Regions from separate parts of the Callithrix jacchus genome. Here region 1 is linked to region 2. The links are chromatin contacts, called in public Hi-C maps. All regions are on one chromosome and are shown on one strand. The core of a region is the stretch at or near the end of the contact, and the rest is flanking DNA. Distances in the headings are between cores, read along the strand shown. Region 1 overlaps TOP6BL (TOP6B like initiator of meiotic double strand breaks). Region 2 overlaps SPTBN2 (spectrin beta, non-erythrocytic 2).

Region 1 (3,708 bases), core at 262-2,761, 150 kb after region 2:
GTGAGAAATTAACATAAACTTGAAGGTTTAAAAACAACCAAAATTTATTCTGTCACAGTTCTGGAGGCCAGAAGTCCAAAATCAAGGTGTTGGCAGGGCCACACCCCCTCCAAAGTTTCTAGAGAATCCTTTCTTGCCTTGCCTCTTCTAGGTTCTGATGGAAACTGTTCCTTGGCTTCCTGTAGCCTGCGTAACTCCAAACTGTACTCCATCTTCATGTTGCTTTCTCCCCGTCTCTCAAATTTCTTTCTGCCTTCTTTTTTTTTTGAGACTGAGACTCACTCTGTCACCCAGACTGGAATGCAGTGGTACAATCTCAGCTCACTGCAACGTCCACCTCCAGAGTTCACGTGATTCTCCTGCCTCAGCCTCCTGAGTAGCTGGAATTACAGGCGCCCACCACCATGCCCGGCTAATTTTCGTATTTTTAGTAGTGACAGTGTTTTGCCATGTTGGCCACACTGGTCTCAAACTTCTGACCTCAGGTGATTTGCCTGCTTTGGCCTCCCAAAGTGCTGAGATTACAGGCCTGAGCCACCACACCTGGTCTGTGCCTTTCTCTCATAAAGATACCTGCCAGCTGGGCGCAGTGGCTCATGCCTGTAATTCCAGTACTTTGGGAGGCTGAGGCAGGTGGATCATGAGGTCAAGTGATCAAGACCATCCTGGCCAACATGATGAAACACCGTCTCTACTAAAAATACAAAAATTAGGCCAGGTGCGGTGGCTCATGCCTGTAATCCCAGCACTTTGGGAGACCAAGGTGGGTGGATCATGAGGTCAGTTCAAGACCAGCCTGCCCAAGATGGCGAAACCCTGTCTCTACTAAAAATACAAAAAAATTAGCTGGGTGTGGTGGCAGGTGCCTGTAATCCCAGGTACTCAGGAGGCTAAGGCAGAGAATTGCTTGAACCTGGGATGTGGAGATCGCAGTGAGCGGAGATGTTGCTACTGCACTCCAGCCTGGGTGATACAGCGAGACTCTGTCTCAAAAAAGAAAAAAAAAAGGTATCTGTCATTGGATTTAGGGACCACTCAGGATCTAGGAGTGTTTCAGCCTGTGAAGTCCTTTTAACTTGGGCCTCTGTGATATCCCAGTAAGACCTAAAAAAAATATTCTGGGCCAGGTGCATTGGCTCACTCCTGTAATCTCAGCACTTTGGGAGGCTGACGCAGGTGGATCACTTGAGGTCAGGAGTTTGAAACCTGCTTGGCCAACATGGTGAAATCCCATCTCTACTAAAAATACAAAAATTAGCCTTGCCTGTTGGCACACGCTTGTAATCCCAGCTACTCAGGAGGCTGAGACATGAGAATTGCTTGAATCCAGGAGGCAGAGGCTGCAGTGAGCCAAGATCGTGCTACCACCGTACTCCAGCAAGGGTGACAGAGCAAGACTCTGTCTTAAAAAAAAAAAAAAAAAAAAAAAATCTGACCTCTTTTACCCTGTTCTTTTGCTATAGTCATGGCTCATAGCCTCAGGGCCATTCATAGCCCAATTAACTTGGCAGATGGCTAGTGAACTCAAGTTCTTACCAGTAGTCATAGGTCTTAGAAGAAACACTTACTGAATCCCTAATCTGTGCCAAGGTTTTCACTTTAATCTCTGCAAAGATGTTATAAATTAGGTCACAGTTTAACCATTTTACAGATGAGGAAACTGGTTACAGAACTTTCATAATTTGCCCAGAGTCACACAGTCAGTAAATACAACGCTAGAATTTGTACTGAGATCTCCTGGCTCTGAAGTCTGGTAATACTGTTAACATAGAGGACTGGGCTGCAAGCCCAGGGAAGATGAGTGATCCAGGTCATTGGGTAGAACCCATGCTTCTCTCTCTACTCAGGATCATAGGGTTTTCCTCATAATGGCCATTTAGTGATAAATAACTTATTAGCGGTACAAGAGTGGCACCCAGTGGCTTCAGCTAAAACTACAAGACTAAGGATAATAGGTCAGATTCTTTTACCTGTAGGCCATTCTGTTTTAGCTGGCCTCTTGAGTAATAGGAAAGAAAACCATCTACTATATGCTTTATTGAGAAATTGAAAACAAAACGAGGGAATATATATTTAGAGTGTTACAGAGTAAGAATGGAGAGGGTATCGTTTTTATTTGTTTAGAGACAGGTTCTCACTATGCTGCCCAGGCTGGAATGCAGTGACTATTCATAGGTGTGATCACGATGCACTACAGCCTCAAGCTTAAGTGATCCTCCTGTGTCACCCTCCTGAGTAGCTGAAACTATAGGTGTGCACCACTGCACCTGGCTAGGAGTGGATATTTTAAGTCTGAATGTTGGAAGAGACAGTGGGCCAGGGAGGAGTGACCAAGATAGTACTCCAGGATTTAATGTCACAGGTGTGTCAGGGGAGTTAGAACTTAAACCCAGAATGAGCAGTAGTAACAAGGAGGCAATTTTCTAAGGAAAGGCATTGTTTCCGGTGGGCAGGGGGTGGAGTGGACTAGAAATAAATGTCTTATAGTGTTAAATCCAAGGAGGGGCCGGGCACAGTGGCTCATGCCTGTAATCCCAGCACTTTGGGAGGCCGAGGTGGGTGGATCACCTGAGATCAGGAGTTCACAACCAGCCTGGTGAACATGGGGAAACCATCTCTACTAAAAATACAAAAATTAGCTGGGCATGGTGGTGCATGCCTGTAATCCCAGCTACTCTGGAGGCTGAGGAAGAATTGCTTGAACTCAGGAGGTGAAGTTTGCCGTGAGCTGAGATTGCACCACTGCACTCCAGGCTGCACGACGGGAGGAAGACTATATCAAAAAGAAAAGAAAAGAAACAAAAATCCAAGGAGGTGTATCTTGAAGTAGGGCTGTCTTATCCGAGGGACAGATGATGAATGCAGGACATGCAAGGCTCCCAGATAGGCCTAGAGCTTTGTATTTCCATGTAGGTAATTCCTTGATCAGACCAATTTCAAGATAGGAGAAAGGTTTATCTATTACATGAGATTTCCCAAGCTAAAGCAAGAAAAAAAAGGAGTATCTCTCAAGAAAAAAAATGTTTGGGAAATATCCAGTTTCTTTCTTCACATCTTTAGTTATCTTTGCCCCTTTTATGTTCCTTGGAATGTAATTAGGAACTAAAACTTGTTTTATTAAACAATATATGATAGATGTCTTATAGAGATAATTGATGTGCCATAAAATGTACCATTTTAAAGAATAAAACTCATTGGCTTTAAGTATATTCACTATGCTGTGCAGCCATCACCACTAAATTCCAGAACCTCTCCATCATGCCATGAGCAGTACCTGTTCGCAGCGAGTCCCAGTTCCCCTCTTCCTTCAACACTGCCAACCACTAATATACCTCCCATTTCTATTGATTTGCCTATTCTGGATACTTCATATAGATGGAACCACACAACATGTGGCCTTTGTGTGACTTCTTTCATTTAGCATGTTCCCAAGGTTCATCTATGTTATTACCATGTAACACATAATTTCATCCATTCGTATGGCTGAATAATAGTCCATTGTATGGATATACCACATTGTTTATCCATTAATTAGTGGAACACAAGCTTTTTCTACTTTTTAGCTATTATGAATATGCTGTTATGAACACTTGTGTGGACATGTTTGTAACTCTCAGGTATATATCTAGGAGTAAAATTGCTGAGTCATATAACACTATGTTTTAACTTTTTTAAAGAACTTTCAAGCCGATTTCCACAGTCTGCACC
Region 2 (3,632 bases), core at 811-3,310:
CCTCCCACCTCGGCCTCCCAAAGTGCTAGTATTACAGGTGTGAGCCATTGTGTGGCCGTTGTGCCCAGCTTCTTCAATTCACATACTTCCAAACCAGGAGGACAGTGCCTGCTCAGCCTGGTCTTGCCCGGTTCCCCCCAGTGCTCTGCCTCCTAGAAATGAGGTCCTAGTCTCCCTGTGAGTCCTCCACTCTTCCCATGGTTGATCTGAGCTGGGTGCCCTCCTATACTCACAGTTACATGCTCGTAGTCCTGGCCCAGCTCGTGGGAGGCCGCCACCACCTCTCGCTCCTGGATCCACTGCTCCAGATCATCCAGCTCGCGGCGGAGCTGGCACAGCCGGAGGTGCTCCTGCAGGCGCTCCCGCCGCTCTCCCGCCAGCTCCTTCAGGCCAGCATACAGCTTGTCCACCTGCGCTTGGCGGATCGATATGCGCGTGCTGCAGGGAGAGTTGGGAGGCACCATGGGACTCAAGGGATGTAGCTCTGACCTCCGGCCTGTTCTGGAACACTGTCCCTCTGAGTTTCCCAACAGCTTGCCCAATTCCTGAGCTCCAGCTTTCTCGAAGGCTCTGTGCACACAGCACTGAAGGCTCCATATTCCCTGCACCTTCCTATTCCTGCAGCCGGCTCCTCCCCAAGGCTAAGCCAGGATGCTACTGCACCCACCTCTCTGGGTGCTCGTGGTCAATCATGTCCTGGCTGCTGGCTGCCAGCTGGTGGATGGTCTGTGCATAGTCAGCCAGGGCTTGCTCCAGCACCTGGTGCTTCTTCACCTCTGCCTGGGCACTCAGTTCATCCTGGGGGAAGGGACGGTGGGAGGGGACAGTGACATCAGGCGGTGGGTCAGCGGGAGGGCAGAACTGGCCACACACCCCGGGCTCTGCCCTGGCCCTCACCTTGGCCTTCTCCTGGCCCATCATGTGTAACTCCTGCTCACCCATCCAGGCCTCCGCCTCAGCAGCATCGCGGTAGAACTGCTGGGCTCGCAGGGCCTCCTCAAGTCGCTTCCCTCGAAGTTCCAGCTCATGGCCCAGGCGTTTCCACATTTCCTGCAGCTCAGCCAGCTCTGGGCCTGCCGCGGCTGCACCTAGCACATGCTGCCGCTCCCTCAGGTCCGCGATCCGGGGCTCATGGCCTTGAATCTCTTTTTGCAGGGTCTGCCCATGGCCACGGAAGAGAAAATGCTGAAAGTCCTCCCCAGCCTCACATGTTCCCGGAGACCACACTTCACCCCTGTGCCTCTCTCCTGCCTGGGTCCTCTGCTTCCTCTCCTAGCCCAGGAATGCAATGGTAATGCCCCTCAGCCCTCATTCTCTCCCACTGAGAGGACCTACCCTCCCAAGGAGGGAGGAGAGAGAGCCACTGAAGCCCAGGATTGTACTCAACATCAAGGTGGGGCCTGATCCTAAAAAACACACGTCCAAGACTGGGGAGGCTGCTGGGAACTTCTCTTTTGCCTTCAGCCTCTGCCTCACCTGGTTTTTCTTCATGAGAAGCTGGACACTGGGCAGGTCCTTGCCATGTTCCATGGAGCTGGCCATGGGCAGCCGCTCTGTCACCCACAACTGGAAGAGAAAGGGGGTCAGTGGAGGCCCAGAGGGCAAAGCGAGCACCAGGGACTGGTTACTGGGAGTGGGGACACCTGGGGCTACTGCCACATGTGTAGGGAACAGTCATCTCTGGTTCTGGGGGACATCCCCAAGTCTCCCTAGAGGGGAGATTGTTAATGCCAAAGAGAAGAGGGAACAGAGCCCTGCTGGCATCTCCCCAGCATACAGGAGGGAGGCTGGAAAGCTTGCTGTCTTTGGCCTTAGTGACTCACAATCTCATCTTCCACGTCCCGGTGGAACTGGTGCTGCTCTCGAGAAGCCTGCAGACGCTGGCAGCGTTCCCGCATGGGCTGGCACAAGGCCCTGAACTTCTCCTCCACGGCCCTTGAGGTCCTCTCCACCTCCCCTGCACCCTGGTCCTCCTGGGCCAGCGCTTTGGCCTGGGCCTGGATCGCCTCCACCTCCTTCTCTCTCACAGCCATCTCCCACTCCAGCATCTGCAACCGTGAGGAGGAAGGGCCTGTTAGCTCTGCATTTCCACTTTCACACCTAGCAGAGACACGCATCTCTATCAGCCCACTGTGGCTGCTTGGTGCTGTGGCTCACCCCAGGAAGAGCATCCCTTCATAGGCTGGATCAGTGGATCTCAAACTTTATGTACCCAAGAATCCAAGGGCGGAGGTTGAAAAATCCCTATTGAGTACTGTGCTCCTTACCTGGGTGATGGATTCAATTGTACCCCAAACCTCAGCATCACACAGTATACCCTTATAACAAACCCGCACACGCATACCCGAATCTAAAAGATTGAAATAAAAAAATCCAGGATAGTGTGATAACTGTGCCTGTTATCAACTGCTGGTCTCATCCCCAATCCATCGTGGTCCTGCTTTAGACACAGGAACTGGTCCCTGTAAACATTCCTCCTTTGCCAGCGGGCGCAATGCTAGGCCTTGTCAGCAGAGGGCGGTGGAGGGACACCACAGTGCCTAGAGGATGAGTATTCCACCCTTCCAGGTACTTTTCTTCCTCCTACAGCTCAACTGTCCACAGTGCGCAAGAGATCCGGTGGCTGTCACTCTCTGGCAAGTTTTGCTGCACTCCAGTGGCCACTTCCTGCTGGCCAGCCTTGGCTTGCTAGTTCCAGACCTGCTCTGGCCTGTGACACCCCAGAAAATTTCCAGGCTATTCAGTGGGTCTCTACCCTCTCTGAGGAGGTCTGAGACTCAGCCATCTTGCTACTTCCTGGGGGACTCCTTGATCCCACAGGTAGCATCTCCCTACACTTCCTATTCTGTATATTTTTTTTTTTTTGACACTGAATCTTGGTCTGTTGCCAGGCTGGAGCGCAGTGGTGAATCTCGACTCACTGCAACCTCTGCATCCGGGTTCAAGCAATTCTTTCACCTCAGCATCCCGAGTAACTGGGACTACAGGCACGCGCCACCACACCCAGCTAATTTTTGTAGTTTTAGTAGAGACGGGGTTTCACCATGTTGGCCAGGATGGTCTCCATCTTTTGACCTCATGATCCACCCACCTCGGCCTCCCAAAGTGCTGGGATTACAGGCATGAGCCACCGTGCACGGCCCCCATTCTATATTCTTTAGAGCAGGGACCAGTAAGTCCAGCTCACTGCCTATCTTTATAAAGTTTTTATTGGACCACAGCCGCACCTCTTTTTTTAAAAATTTTTGAGACAAGTCTTGTTCTGCCCCCCAGGCTGGAGTGCAGTGGCTCCCTCACAGCCCACTGCAGCTGCAACTTCCCAGGCTCAGACAATCTTCTCACCTCAGCCTCCTGAGAATCTGGGACTACAGGTACATGCCACCACCAGGCCTGGCTAATTTTTGTATTTTTTTGTGGGGATGGGGTTTCCCAAAGTGCTGGGATTACAGGTGTGAACCACCACGCCTGGCCACAACCCTTATCTTACATATAATCCACAGCTGCTTTTACAAGGGCAGAGTTGAAGGGCTGTGACAGATCTTATGACCCGCGAAGCCCCAAATATTTACTATTTGGTGCTTTACTGAAAAATTTTTCTGACCCCTGCTGTAGAGTTCTCTTTACCACCTTTT

Evidence for each region. Hi-C and Micro-C count contacts between places; a contact is called where the count stands out from the background.
Region 1: a Hi-C map of skeletal muscle shows a contact between it and region 2, with 17 times the contacts expected there. The contact joins two enhancer-like sites. A contact is called at or near these places in 3 of 3 Hi-C or Micro-C datasets (induced pluripotent stem cells and skeletal muscle).

What each region holds. Positions count from the first base shown.
Region 1 is chr10:123,925,635-123,929,342 of calJac240_pri, forward strand. The region is part of intron 12 of TOP6BL (TOP6B like initiator of meiotic double strand breaks); the gene reads left to right. All of the region lies in intron 1 of LOC128929010 (a long non-coding RNA gene), which reads right to left. Among named protein-coding and RNA genes, the nearest start is that of RCE1, 8.4 kb to the right of the region's middle. Within about 2 kb of position 1,512, at least 2 of the 16 cell types and tissues checked have an H3K27ac peak or open chromatin away from gene starts, as enhancers often do.
Region 2 is chr10:123,772,296-123,775,927 of calJac240_pri, forward strand. SPTBN2 (spectrin beta, non-erythrocytic 2) reads right to left here. Exons shown (of 37, transcript XM_078341475.1): 21 at 1,824-2,048; 22 at 1,477-1,566; 23 at 898-1,158; 24 at 668-798; 25 at 234-438. Among named protein-coding and RNA genes, the nearest start is that of RBM4B, 15 kb to the left of the region's middle. Within about 2 kb of position 2,061, at least 4 of the 16 cell types and tissues checked have an H3K27ac peak or open chromatin away from gene starts, as enhancers often do.